2 separate regions of the Mus musculus genome follow, and region 1 is linked to region 2. The links are chromatin contacts, called in public promoter capture Hi-C maps. All regions are on one chromosome and are shown on one strand. The core of a region is the stretch at or near the end of the contact, and the rest is flanking DNA. Distances in the headings are between cores, read along the strand shown. Region 1 overlaps Anks1 (ankyrin repeat and SAM domain containing 1). Region 2 overlaps Uhrf1bp1 (UHRF1 (ICBP90) binding protein 1).

What was found. Capture Hi-C pulls out chosen DNA fragments and counts their contacts.
Region 1: a promoter capture Hi-C map of adipose tissue shows a contact between it and region 2. The contact joins two enhancer-like sites. A contact is called at or near these places in 8 of 39 promoter capture datasets (the HPC-7 cell line, cranial neural crest, embryonic stem cells and 5 more), 1 of 15 datasets of contacts at CTCF or cohesin (the NIH/3T3 cell line), 3 of 484 Hi-C or Micro-C datasets (ECoMG myeloid progenitors, Th1 cells and embryonic stem cells) and 2 of 9 other capture datasets (adipose tissue and liver).

What each region holds. Positions count from the first base shown.
Region 1 is chr17:27,952,796-27,959,993 of GRCm38.p6, forward strand. All of the region lies in intron 1 of Anks1 (ankyrin repeat and SAM domain containing 1), which reads left to right. Among named protein-coding and RNA genes, the nearest start is that of Anks1, 47 kb to the left of the region's middle. Within about 2 kb of position 1,991, at least 36 of the 459 cell types and tissues checked have an H3K27ac peak or open chromatin away from gene starts, as enhancers often do. A contact at or near this core is called in adipose tissue, where this site is marked.
Region 2 is chr17:27,880,575-27,887,961 of GRCm38.p6, forward strand. Uhrf1bp1 (UHRF1 (ICBP90) binding protein 1) reads left to right here. Exons shown (of 21, transcript NM_001080769.1): 8 at 855-1,041; 9 at 3,447-3,533; 10 at 3,860-4,030; 11 at 4,339-4,478; 12 at 4,833-4,974; 13 at 5,327-5,520; 14 at 5,689-7,118. Among named protein-coding and RNA genes, the nearest start is that of Taf11, 23 kb to the right of the region's middle. Within about 2 kb of position 3,612, at least 4 of the 459 cell types and tissues checked have an H3K27ac peak or open chromatin away from gene starts, as enhancers often do. A contact at or near this core is called in adipose tissue, where this site is marked.

The DNA.
Region 1 (7,198 bases), core at 741-3,240, 71 kb after region 2:
AGCATTGTGAGGATGGCTGTATTACCAAAAGTAGCTGCCCCCGTCGGAAAAGCAGTCCTACAATTGTACAAAAGCATAAAATAGGACAGTAGTCCTAAACAGAACAAGTAATGCTGGGGGCAGCACGCTAGCTAGTCTCAAATTGTGCTGTAGAGCCAAAGTCACTAAGACAGCGTAGCACAGGCATGCGGACCAATGGGTTCAAGTAATGGACACAGAAGTCCATGCAGCTATAGTTGTCTGCTATTCAATTACTCCTCCTGTAAGTAAGAACATGGAGGTCAGAGGGCAGCTCTGTGGAGTTGGACCTCTCATCCTCCTTCAGGTGGGTTCAAGGGATTGAACACAGGTCGTCAGGTTTACGTGGCAAGTACCTTCATCCACAGAGCCACCTTGCTGGCCAGAGCCACTTCGTTTTTTAGCAGAGTTATTACAAACATACACTAGATTGAAAAGAGCACCTCCTTAGCAACCAGTGCTGAGAAAACGGGCAACTGTTTGTAGATTGGTGAAACCTGACCCGCCTTTCCTTCTGCAGTCAGTGTGGATCAGGGCCCTGAGGATCCTACATAAAGCTTTGAAACCGCAGAGGGAACTCCCAAGACACAGGCAAGGGCAACTGAGAACTTTCTGAAAAGAACCAATTCCTAGCAACCCACATGTTGGCTCACAACCATCTGTACAGCTACAGTGTACTCATATATATAAAATAAATAAATCTTTCTTTAAAAAAGAAAAAAGAAAGAAAGAAAATACCATAAGGAAACCCATTACTGTGACTACTAACTCAGCCACTTCTTTTGTTGGTTGTTTTGATACAGGGTTTGTCTGTGTAGACCTAGTCATCCTGGAACTTGCTTTGTAGACCAGGCTGGCCTCAAACTAAGAGAGCTGCCTGCTTCTGACTCCTGAGTGCTGGGATTAAATGCATGCACCACCACCACCTGGCTGATAAGCCATTTTTTTAAAGTCCTTATTTTCTGTAATTAACCCATTAGATTTCTGTAGAAGCAGAAAGCTTGCTATGTGGAATCAATCCTACCATTCATAGCATAGAGTCTACTGGATCTCAGGCCAGGGGTTGTGGGCAGCATTGTTTGGTGGTGTGTAGTGCAACCAAAGACGCAAAGAAGTCATGTGATGTATATAACACAGCCCAGCGCTGCCAGGAGCGCCTCCGGTTCATCTCACACTGGAGTTTGAATTAATTTTTGGTCCATTGTAGGTCCAGAAATACCTTACCATTATTACTACTACTGTCGTCATCGTTGTTGTTGTTGTTGTTGTTATTCCCACACTCAGTTACAGGACCCCACGTGGTTTTAGCCCACAGTTTAATTGGTAAAAGACAAGAGTGAGGTGGTGCACATCCCCACCTTTGATCCCAGCAGGCAGTTCCAGGCCAGCCAGAGCTCCATAGTGTGACCCTGTCTTAAACAAACAAACCAACCGAATGAGTCTTAAAAACTCTGAAGTGTTACAGCATCAGAATATTTAGTGGTTGTCCTAACTCTCTCTCTGTTTCTGTGTGCGTGCGTGCGTGCGTGCATATGCATATGCATATGCATATTATTATTTTGTGAGCTGTGTCTCACTGTGTAGTCCAGGCCAGGCTGAACTTGCCATCTTCGGCTGAGCACCTCCACAGACAGTTTATGAATTTTTATCCTTAAAACTGGTTTTAGATAACACGAATACATTTGTTTCACAAGCAACTCAAAAGTAGTTAGAATAGTCCAGTAGAGGCAGAAGTACACTTTTGCCATCAATGGACAGGATGCAGAGCAGTCATTGATTGACCTAATGTCTCTGGAGCCCTTCCTCCCAAGTCAGGCACGCATGCAGGCTGCAGCAGCCGGGTCAGAATGCCTCCCTTAGCATTTTTATCGTGAGCTTGCCTGGTTGGTTTTCACAGTGCCTACCCTGTGCTGTGGTGGAGTCATTGCTTGCTGCCTTTTTACTTTCGTCCTGAGGAGTAAAAGCACTGGGCAGTCCCTAAGGACGGCTGCTGCTGGCTCATCATGTGTCACGGTGTTTGCTAATACTTCCCACATTCTGCTTAGAAGATGGGGCAGAAGTCAGCCCCAGCAAACTGGGAGAGCCAGGGCATGCATATTGTCTCCTGTGGCCTTTCCCCCTCGTGTTGCAGCCTGTAGGGAGTGGCTGCAGTCCCTTGACATCTGGAGGAAGCTCTGCATCTCAGGCTCTGCTCTCTTCTCTGGGACCTGAAGAGACGGCCACAGAGTCCATTCCCAGAGTTGGTGTCTCAGTTGGTGTTCATTTGCTTTTCACAGCAAGCATAGTTGCAGGATCAGCAGCCTGGGTCTAAGAAGGGAGTGTCTGTGCTGATGAGGACACTGTGTTTGTAGAGTGGGTTCCGCAGGGCAAGCTCTGGAAACCAACTGCCTGGAGAAGAGAAGGCAGGGCCACTGCGCACATTCCTTATCCGGCTGGGCAAGCGGTGCAGCCAGCTGACCTGGACATGAACGGGAGCGTCTACAGTGCACTGTTCCCATCTCTCCTGCTGGAAACATATTTAGTGAGTGTGTAGAATGTTCTAGACAGTGCACTCAAAGGTGCCTCTGTCCTTGAAGCATCAATGGGAATCTGCACATAATTTCAGAGGAGAAACAGAAATGTGACGTGCTTCAGTTTGCACCGGTCTGTGAGATGGAGAAATACTTTTCTTGATGATTTTTTTATACACTTTTATGCACATTGCATACAAATTCAAATTGAACCAAGGTAGACATGTTGATGACTCGAACTTTAACTAAAATATAAAAGCCCATTTACAATTATTTAAGTAATATGCCCTCTTGGTTAACAAAAGATAGTCAAAACTATAAAATTTACAAAATAGGGGACTGGAGAGATGGCTCGGTAAGAGCACTGGCTACTCTTTCAGAGGACCCGGGTTCAATTCCCAGCACCCACCTGGTTGCTCACAACTGTCTGCCACTCCAGCTCCAGAGGATCTGACACCTGAGTGTAGGCAAAATACCAGTGCACATGAATTAAAAATAAATTCACAGAATTTACAAAATGTCTTCATCCTTTGGATCCTCTAACCTATAAGAAATTAATTTTTTTCTCTGTACATATACAAATACAGTCTGTGTTTCTTTCAGCGGTGATACCTGATCTGCCTTTATGTTTTTTACATTTAATGCATTGTTGATGTTTTTATTACAGTTCTTTGTAACTGTGTGTTCCTGTTGACATATACTGAGACCAGGGGACAGTGGATTCCCTGGAACTGGAGTTATACACAGTTGTGAGCTGCCCAAACATGGGTGCCCAGAACATAGCCTGGGCCCTCTGCAAGGACGTTCTGTGTTCTCAACTGCTGAGCCACACTGCTCCAGCCCCTCAGGTTGGTTTTCTTTAAAAAGTCATGAGAAGCTGGACATGGTGGTGCATGTCTTTAATCCCAGCACTCAAGGGGCAGAAAGGTAGGTGGCACTCTGAGTTCCAAGATAGCCTGGCCCTATGTAGTGAGTTCTAGAACATCCAGGGGTATGTAGAGCAACCCTGCCTCAGAATACCTAAATAAACAAATAATTAAATAGCATATGCTATATATGTATAGCACATCATTTAATATGTAAATATGATTTAAAATATATAATATTACACATTAAAACCTATGTTATTGTTGCTATATGTAATGAAAGTGTACTGAGTTGTCAAGATTATTTTGTTTTGAAAGGATCTCACTGTATGGCCCAGGCTGGTTTTGAATTTGCGGCCACCGTCTTGTCTCAGGCCGCTCAGGTGACAGGATTACAGATGAAGTGCTCACCCTGCACAGCAGCTATTTTTAATTAAAGGGGTATATGGCTTTTCTTCTTTAGTAATGGATGGATCAGGTCCCCTGATGTTTGACATTCTTGACCATCCTGATGCATTTCTGAGATTTGACCCAAACTGATCCTTGAAAAAACCTGGGTTGGGACTGCAGAGATGGCTCAGTGGTTAAAAGCACTGGCTGCTCTTCCAGAGGTCCTGAGTTCAATTCCCAGCAACCACATGGTGGCTCACAGCCATCTGTAATGGCATTTGATGCCTGGTGTGTCTGAAGACAGTGACAGTGTACTCGCATACATAAAATAAACACATTTTTTTTTTTAAAGAAAAAGATAAAACCCAGGTTGTCATCAAGCAGCAGAGTGTGACAGGTTGGGAACCTCAAGGATGTCTGTGTTTCAGATCTCTCTGGGTAAGGGGTAGAACTCAACAGGATCAGCCACTCAGTGTTACCTTTTGAATCTGATTGCCCTGGCTGTAATCTCATGGGAGGTTCCGCTGTCCCTTGTGTGGCTTCCCAGTGCCAGGCCATATTCTGGAGGAAGTGAAATTTTTTTCTGTTCGTTCTCTCAAAGGCATGTCCAACCCTTTGACATTGTAACACCACAGAGTTATCTGTGAAGTTCATGTTCAGGAACTACACAATCCAGCTGCCATTTAATAATCTAAAAATAATAGTAAATCTCAAAACAAAAACGTCTAAGTAAGCTCAGAATTTACGTTGGGCTGGGTTCATAGCTATCCTGGGGAGGTAAAGACAGAAGCATCCTTAGAGCTTGGTGACCAGCCAGTGAGACCAGGTTGATGAGCTGTGGGTCCAGCAAGGGTCCCTGTCTAAATAAGGTAGAGAGAGAAATGAACCCAGTCGGAACCATTCTGTAGACAGTGCCTTACACTGTATTATCCCTGGAACACAGTGTGTACACCAGGGTATCTCAAACTCAGAGACTGTCCTCCCCTGCCTGCTGAGTACTAGCATTACAGGCCTGTGCCAGTGCACCCGGCTTACTTTGCTACTATTTGGAAAGCTTTTGTTTTACGTTTGTGTGCATGTGCATGCACGCACGTGTGCGCGCAAGCGAGGAGGACACAGTATCAAGAGGGACATCCACACCTTGGTTTTTTCCCAGGAGAACACTTAGCTTCTCACCATGCAGTGAGGTGGTAGTTTCTAGTCTTATTTATAGACTCATCCTAACATTTTATCTCATTCATTTTAATCACGTGTGTGTATGGGTCCGTGTGAGTGTACAAGCACATGCGCCAGTGTCTACAGAGGCCAGAGGCACCTGCTCTCCCTACTAGGGCTGGAGCCACTGGGTGCAGGTGCCAGGGACCCCATTCAGTGCTCTTTCCAAGTTAAGTTCTGTTCCTTATGCTCTGAGGATGTTTATGATGAATGAGTTTTTGGGTTTTGTAAAATGCTTTTCTTATTTATATCGATACAACCATATGATTTTTTTTCTTTAGCCCATTAACAGTAACTAATTAATGGGGGGGCTGCTGTGACATGTTTGAAGGTGGGAGGAAAACTTGCTAGAGTTCCTTCTGTCCTCCTGTGTGTGTTTCAGAGTAAACTCAGGTCATCACACTTGGCAGCAGGCATCTTTTCCCACTGACACATCCCAGCAGCCCAGTGATACGGATGTTACTATTGGGCTCACTGCTGCAATTAAATGCACTTGCCATGGTGTGTAATTCTGTGTTTGATTGGCTTAGCTTTTGTTGCTGGTTTTTATATTTGTGTCATTGGAGATCATGTCCTTTACTTTTCTTTCCTTCCCTTTCCTTTCCCATTCCCTTTCTTCTTGTGATGGCTATATCTGGTTGTCAACTTGACTATATCTGGAATGAACTACAATCCAGAATTGGAGGGCACACCTGTGATCTAGATCTTGAGGCTGGAAGACACAGGCTTCTGACCCGGATCTTGGCCTGGAGATCTTGAGGCATAGTCACCATGAAATGCTTAGGTCCAGGCAAGGTAATACGCTCCTTTAATCCCAGGAGATTAAGGCAAAGAGATCTCTGAGTTCAAGGTCAGCCTGGGACAAAGCTAGTCTCAGATCCAGGTGTGGTGGCACACACCTTCTGCTGGAGGCCTACATAAGGACATTGGAAGAGGGAAGATTCGCTCTTCACAGCTTGCACTTACTTGCCAGCACATCTGTTGGAATCTGCTTCTACAGAAGACCAGCGGAAACAACAGCCTCAAGAGACTGAGTAGCTACTAGATTCTTGGACTTCCCATCCATAGCTTCCCATTGTTGGGTGTGTCGGGCTACAGACTGTAGGTCACCACAATAAATTTCCTTAATATATACAAACATTCCTTAAGTCCTGCGACTCTAGAGAAACCCTGACTGACACACTTCTGTTCTTTTTTTTCTTGTCTTTGAGACAAGGTCTCATTTGTAGCCCAGGTTGGCCGCAGACACTTGCTCCCCTGCTTCAGTCTCCCAAGGGCTAGCCTTACAGGCAGGCACGTAAAGCCACTGTCCTGCTGTTTTTCTTTCTCCTAAGTTACTTTCTGGTTTGGATGTTAGAACTCTGCCAGTTCTACAGAATGAGTTAGCCGAGTTCTCTCTGCCTCCATTTTCTGGAAGGAAGCACAAGCGACTGATACTATTTCCTCTTTAAATGTTCAGTAGAATTTACCAGAATGTAAAATTTTCTGGGGCTGTCATTTGCATTTTGTTGAGAGAAGAAATTGTTGGTTCAACTTCTTTAATAGATCCAGAATAATTATATTTGTTTTTTTCTTTATCGAATTTGGTAGGCTGAGGCTTTTAACTTTAGGCAGGTTAGGCAGTTCTTGGACGTCCCAAGGTTGCATGGGCATATTCATTTATCATACTCTTCTCTTCCTGTCTCTGAGTTCAGTGGTGGCTTCTGACTCCTGCTTGCTAGTATTAAGTTGTGCTTTCATAGTTAGGCTGGGACTATGCTTATCAAACTGATTGATTTCTTTTTACTTAGAGTAATAACCTGGAGTATGGGATTTCAGTTCATATTATAATTTACACTTGATCTTAAAAGGCTTAGAAATGATAGTTCTTGAAATTATATGAACTATAATGTTCATATTATAGTTTGGAACATAATGTTTTGGCTTTCATTAGTTACTGTTTCTTAACCAGTAATTGTTAGACATGTGTTTTTAAAGGCATGGGGATTAGCAGCTGAAACGGACAAATCATGGGGACTTTGTGGCATCCATAGACTTTCTAAGGGTTTCAGAAGGTTTATGAACCTACATTTAAGTCTCTAAGGATTGAGGTAGATAGTGAACTGGAGGCAGGAGTTTAGAACTGACAAGTCAGGCAGAGAGCTTCCATCCTGATTCCGGGGTAACAGCGTCTCCTCTCTGAGGTGGTGTCGCACCACT
Region 2 (7,387 bases), core at 2,362-4,861:
GGCTAGCCTCTGCTCACTGGGTTCCTCCGTGTGTCAGTTAGAGGGATAGCCTCTGCTCACTGGGTTCCCCTGTATGTCAGATTTGGGGCTAGCTTCTGCTCACTGGGTTCCCCTGTGTGTCAGATGGGGGGCTAGCCTCTGGAGGGAGGAAGTGGCATGAACCTCTGGTCCCTGCCCTTGGGACATCACATGTCTTGGAAGATAGACAGTTGACAAGTTGCTCATGTGTACTGTGGCTGCTGCTGTAACAGGAAACCCCCGTGCGCTGAGAGCACAGAGGAGAGAGAGCACTGCCCACCAGGACGACGGTGCACTTAGCGAGGATAGTCTAGAGGAGGTGACTGAGGGCAACTGAGGCCTGAGGACACAGTCATTAGACTTGGTGCGGGTGGGCTGTTGGGGTTTGAGTTTCTTTCTCAGGAGAGTGCTCAGTGAGACACTAGGCAGCAGTGTCACTAGACAGAGATGGAAGGGGTGTATTACATCATGGTTTTACTCCTGTGGACCTAAGCTTATAGAAAGCGTCAAAAGGAACCTCTCAGAGCTTGGACATGACGCCTGTGTGTCTGTTTGTCTGCATGTCTGCTTGCCTGTCTTTTTTCCTCTCTTTCTCTCTCTTTCTCTCTCTCTCTCTCTCTTTCACCTTATTATTATTATTGTATGTCCGTTGGTGGTTTTGCTGTACGCATGTTTATATGAGGGCATTGGATCCCTTTGGAACTGGAGTGTTATCCACAGGAGTGTTCACAGACAGGTGTGAGCCACCCCGTGGGTGCTGGGAATCGGCCAGTGCTATCAACCAGCGAGCCACCTCTCCAGCCCCTGATGGACGTCCTTCTCTCTGTCACAAGTAGACCACTCCACCCGCTCCCAGTGCTCAGCAGACTTGGGCCCAGGCATTCGGTGGCAGCCAGGGCAGCAGCAGCAGCAGTCGTCTCAGCCAGTATTTTGAGAAATTTGACGTGAAGGAGTCTTCCTACCACCTCCTCATCTCCCGCCTGGACCTGCACATCTGCGATGACAGCCAGTCCCGAGAGCCAGGTATGAAGAGGCCTGTGCCCAGCTGCTCGGCCCATCCACCACTGTCGGTCTTGGGCAGAGCCTCGGATGAAGGCTCTTCTGACCGACACTGCCCTCTAGCCTTCAGCCTTCAGTTAGCACCCAGAATCTGGGCACTGCTTAGGACCCAGCCCTTCTGGGATAGCTCTGTGTCAGTGGGAGGAGAGCTCTCCAGCCTTTAGAGTATGCTGGAGCCAGCAGTCACACAGTACACACAGCAGGTCCTTTCCCACCATGCGGATGCAGAGCTTCATGGCCAGAGCCCGACCAGCGTGACCCTTACCTCCCAAGGTCTCCAAATGCTGGTGTTTGCTAGAGGTTGAGAACCACTGGCGAGGATTTTAGGAAAAATAAATTGAGTCTAGGAGACCTCAGCAGATTTGTCTCTTCATTAGAGCTGAGGAGTGAACACAGACCTTGTATGTATCCAGACAGACGGTGTTGTGCCCCCAGCTCCACCCAGAACCAGAATGTTCAGAGTTGAGTCATTTTAGTACTGTGTTGTGATTGTCAGATGTGGTGGCACACAGCTTTAATCCCAGCACTCAGGAGGCAGCGGCAGGCGGATCTCCATGAGTTCAATGCCAGCCTGGTCTACACAGAGGAACCCTGTCTCAAAACCTCCCCCATTTATATATACTGTATTTATATGTGTAGAGAGGTTATGTTGTATTAGTGATAAAATAGTATCACACGTGTATTATATTTATTCAGAACGATTGACGTTTTTCTATTTTTTTTTTTTTTTGGCAGATTTTTTTTTATTAGATTTTTTCTTTATACACATTTCAAATGCTATCCCGAAAGAAAGTTCCCTATACCTTCCCTCTGCCCTGCTCCCCTACCCACCCACTCCCGCTACCTGGCCCTGGCGTTCCCCTGTACCGGGGCATATAAAGTTTGCAAGACCAAGGGGCCTCTCTTCCCAATGATGGCCGACTAGACCATCTTTTGATACATATGCAGCTAGAGACATGAGCTCTGGGGGGTACTGGTTAGTTCATATTGTTGTTCCTCCTATAGGGTTGCAGATCCCTTCAGCTCCTTGGGTACTTTCTCTAGCTCCTCCATTGGGGGCCCTGTGATCCATCAGTAGCTGACTGTGAGCATCCACTTCTGGATTGACTTTTTTCTTTATGATCCCCGCAGAGACCAGTAACCTTTCACTTACCTTCTTTGACTGTCCTTGGGTAGGAAATAAGTGAAGTCAGCCTGTCCCCATTTACTGCAGCCATTGTCAGGCTCCAGGGCGATGCTGCACTGGCTCAGGGGACCTGGAGTATGGTTTTGACTCCCTGCTTACCCAGTCAGCGCTGTCCCTTTCCCTTTCCCTTGCGGTTTTACGTGCTCACCTGTGTCAGCCCTTTCTCTTCTGTACGCCGCTAGCTGTGGGCTGGGCTGCATTTGCTATTCGCCTCTTACCTACTTGCGTTGGTGGTGCTGAGGGTTGAACCCCTCACTTCGTGAGCGCTGTGCGGTGCTGGACCGCCAAGCCCAGCCACAGCTGCTGTATATTTACCTCTTGTAATGAGACCAGGATTCGCTTTCGGGGACAGACAGTGCCTGCCCTTTGTCTTTTCCACCAAGCAGCATGCCTGGTAGTTGACTCCTCCTCGCTCTTGCAGAAACTCCACCTCCACTTGAGCAACGACAGTGTAAACCTGGCTTTTCCACTGGAGGAAGCGATTATTAGAACAGCTATTGTGTAGTAATTTCTTCCCAGTGTTGCCTAGGGCCTTGGAGTGGTGGTGAATGCCTTTAATCCTGGATGGGTCCCTTGAGTCTGAGGCCAGCCTGGGCCACACTGTGCGCTCGCTGGTGGTGTGATGCAACCGTGATCCTATTGCTCTGGATGGTGTGGCAGAAGTATTGCCATGAGTTTGAGGCCAGCTTGTGCCACATGACAAGACCCTGTCTCAAGAACACCCTTCCTCCAAATAAAAAGAGCACACTTTTGCTGTTGTATGGGTTATAAGTGTAGCTGTTGGGAGGTAGAGGCAGGAGGATCAGGAGTTCAAGGTCACTCCTGGCTGTATGAGTATGAGTAGTATGAGACTAACCTGAGATTAATGAGTCCTTCACTAAAAAGCAATGAAACTCCACAAAGCATTATCAGTGATGATAGGTTTAGATTTAACTTCAATACTAATAGCTTTAAAGCAGCTCATTTAACAGTTATTATTGTTTCTTATTCATGAGTTGAACAAAGGAATCTTTACGTATTCTTTTTAGTATATAAAGGACAGATACAGGCTCATCAGTTAAGGACACTGGTTACTCTTGCAGGAGGATCAGGGTTCAGCCCGCAGAGGGCTTCCTAGTGGTTTGGGCGATGCTCGGGTTTCTCTACTCCTCCAGCGCTGTTCACCTGTGTCTCTCTCTCATAGGTGTCTCTGCAAACAGACTCACGGGTGGTGCTATGCAGCTCACCTTCCGCAGGATGGCGTTTGACTACTACCCCTTCCATCGGGCAGGTTAGAGAAACTTCACGTGTTCTAGCATGGCCCTGGACATTTGAGGACAGAGTTCTGGCTTCAGACCAAGGACATTGCTGCATGTGCTTAGAGGGTGCTTGGAATTTTTCTGAGATGACATCTCTAACCCTGGGTGGTGTCTAAGCCCCTCAGGGTCAGTGGGTTTAAAAGCTCTAGTAGTCCAGAGCCAGAAGTGGCCCCTTCCTCGAGCCCCCTAGGGAGTGAGAGCTGCATGTGGAGCTTGGAAGGGCATGGTAATTCTGAATTTTGACTAGGGCACTGGACTGTGGTCCTGGGCTGAAATCATGTTCTTCTCCATCCCCTAGGTGACAGCTGTAAACACTGGGTGCGGCACTGTGAGGCCATGGAAACCCGAGGCCACTGGGCCCAGCAACTGGTGACAGAGTTTCAGAGTCGGGTGGAGAAGCAGTGTGAGGGGGGCAGTGTGAAGCCCCCGTGGCTGTTGGGGGTGGACCCTCCCTTCCGGAGGAAAGCAGGTAGGTTTTCGCACCCCCACCCCAGGAGTCTACTTGCTCAGCCTTTTGCTGACCAGCTTTAAGTAGCTGGTGGAGGTGAAGCACTGTCTCTTGGCCCCAGCTGCTCTAGTGTGATGCCTGTGACCCTGTCTTCTGGAGCCCCCTCTGTCAGTAGCCGTTGTCTCAAGCTTACCCAGCCGGTCACTGAGCTCCCACCCAGCGGTTTGGCTCCCTTTGCCTTTTCGTGCCATTACTGACCCTGGTTTACCTTCTCGATTTTATTAATAATGAGCAACGAATGTATCTACTTCCTTTTCCTTTTTATTTAGATTCTTTCTCTAGTCCTGGAAAGACCCCTCTGGACAAAAGCCCTACTCAGGGCCGGCAGGCTGCCTTTGGGGCTCCAGCATGGAATCGCTTACGCTCTAGCTGCCTGGTTGTACGAGTAGATGACTTGGACATCCACCAGGTGAGGACATGGGGACACTGGGGTGTAGGGTGTTGAGGAATAACATGAACCAAGATGTAGAACCCACGACTTGTTAGCCTCATTCCTAAAGAGGTGGCCAGTTGGCCAGTTGCTGTTGAGCATGGCCTCTGAGAGAGGCCTTGGCATGTTCTCGGAGTGTTGATTACAGCCTCCTGCTGAAATGAGCTTGGACTGGCTACATGGGACCCATCCCCAAACCAAACAGCAGAGCGGCTGGGGGACAGTGCAGAGCGCACGTGACAGTGCCTGGCATGTGCTTGGGAGCCTCCCCTCAGGGGAGGACGTTGTTGTGAGTGTGGTGACACAGGCTCACAGTGACTTGTGGTTACTCAGGTTTCCACAGCTGGACAGCCAAGTAAGAAGCCGTCCACTCTGCTCTCCTGCAGCCGCAAGCGCCACCACCTCCCGCCTCAGGTGGCTGCCATCCACGTACAGTTCACAGAGTATTACTTCCCGGATAATCAGGAGCTTCCGGGTAAGCTGGGCTGCCATTTCCTCTGGTGCTGCTCTTCACCTTTGTCCACATTGAGGCCACTGTATATGGTCTCACTTGTGGCGAGTCAGTTTTGTTGAAGTTAAAACTGCCCTGGGGTGAGGGAGGTGGAGGCAGGAGGATCAGAAGTTGATAGTCTCTCCAGGTTGTCCATGGCTACATGTGAGTGTGAGGGCAGCCTGGAGTCTGTGAGACCCCATCTCAAAAGCAGAACAAGGAAAGCCATGCCGTGTGCAGGGCTCCGGTGTTTTTACTTTTGGGCTAGTGCAGCTTGCTGGTCTGTGAGTGTCTAGCTGCCGCCTTGTACGTGACGTTCTGTTTTCTCTGCTTCCAGTTCCCTGTCCCAATCTCTACATCCAGTTAAACGGGCTGACGTTTACCGTGGATCCTGTCAGCTTGCTTTGGGGAAACCTCTTTTGTCTAGATTTATACCGAAGCTTGGAGCAGTTTAAAGCCATCTATAAGCTGGAAGCTTCGAGGGGAAGAGATGAGCACGTGGACGTCCGACTGGACGCATTCTGGTTGAAGGTAGGGCCAGAGCTGGGCTTTGTCACGTGTGGGGAGACACAGCTACATCCCCTCCAAGGTGGTGAGCTGTAGTTCTGCTGTGTCCACTTGGCAGAAGCAGGAAAATTGGCTTCAGATGCCCTGTGCTTGCTGGCATGGCCTTAACTGTGTCTCGCTCGCTCTCTGAAGGTGAGCTTCCCCCTGGAGACGAGAGAGCTGGCGAAGCTGCATCGCCCCCAGGCGCTGGTCCTCTCCACGTCCTCCATGATTGCCACCAATACCCGGCATGCCCCGAACTGCACTCGCCCAGACCTCCAAAGTCTCTTCCGGGGATTCGCTGCCACCGAGTTCTTTCGTTGTAGCTACGGTCACTTTCCCCAGGTGGCAGGGGGCTTCAGCCTTCTGCACATGCTCTTCCTGCACCATGCTTTCCAGATGGACTCCCTCCCTCCTCAGAGGCTGGCCGCATCCCAGGATCTTTGGTCCCTGCATTTCACCCAGATCTCCTTGGACTTTGAAGGCACAGAAAACTTCAGAGGCCATACCCTGAATTTTGTGGCTCCCTTCCCCTTGTCCATTTGGGCCTGCCTTCCTCTCCGCTGGCAGCAAGCCCAGGCACGACGGCTCCTTTTGGCTTCGGAAGGGAGGCTAAAACAGTCAGCCAGCTTTGGCAGTCCTGTGCACTCTGAAGCCCTTGCCCCTGAGTCTGTGTCCCATCAGAGGTCAAAGACAGAGCGAGATTTGAAGAGCCTCTCAGGCTCTACAGAAGGCCCGGCAGCGGCGGTGAGAGAAGGTGATGCTGGTGTGGACCACAAAGGCCGTGTGGCAGACCTGGAGGATGTGGCTGACATTCACATGCTTGTCCACTCCACCGCCCATGTCAGAGTGAGGCTCGACCACTACCAGTACTTGGCTCTGCTGCGCCTCAAGGAGGTGCTAGAGGGCCTTCAGGAGCAGCTGACAAAGGACACAGAGGCCATGACCGGGTCTCCCCTGCAGGACCAGACCGTGTGCATTGGCGTTCTCTTCCCTAGTGCCGAGGTGGCTCTCCTCATGCATCCTGCCCCTGGGACTGCTCACGCGGACTCTGCAGGCTCAGACACCACCAGCCTCATAGACTCTGAGCTGTCACCATCCGAGGACCGGGAGCCGAAGTCTGATGCCTCCTCAGACCAGGGCGCAGTAAGCCCCGAGAAGGTGCTGAGGGACGGCAGCGGTGAGAACCTGGCTGCGTCCCAGGAGAGGCTGCCCAGCGATGGAGAGCTACCAGACCCAGGCCCATGTGCACAGCAGCCAGTAGGGAAGAGCCACGAGGCGGTCGAGTCTCTCCAGGCCAAGAAGCTAAGCCGAGCTCAGAGTGCCAGGTCCCCGGCTACGCTGAAGTCCCCGGCGGACAGGGATGCTGCTCTGAACGGCCAAGGCGAGCCCGTGCCCTTGAGGAGCATTGAGGGGGACCTGTCCAGCGCTATTCACATGACCAAGGACGCCACCAAAGAGGCGCTTCACGCTACCGTGGACCTCACCAAGGAGGCTGTGTCCCTGACTAGGGATGCCTTCAGTTTGGGGAGAGATCGAATGACTTCTACCATGCACAAGATGTTGTCCTTGCCTCCTGCCAAGTGAGTGTTCCTTAGCCTCCTTCTGAGGAAAGGCCTCTGCTTTCTCTCCAGGTCTGATCACTGCGCTCCCTGCTCCCTGCGGTGTGCACTCTTAGAGAAAGAACAACGCCCGTAGCTCTTCAGGGTGTTGTAGCCTCGCAGCTCCCGACACTGCATTGGGCATCTGTATTTTGTCCTTGGTTTTGCTAAAGAAACCAAGACCTGACAAATGCTAGGTTGTGCCGTTAGCACCGAGCCATACTCTTAGCCCAAGTAATGGTGTGTTTGCT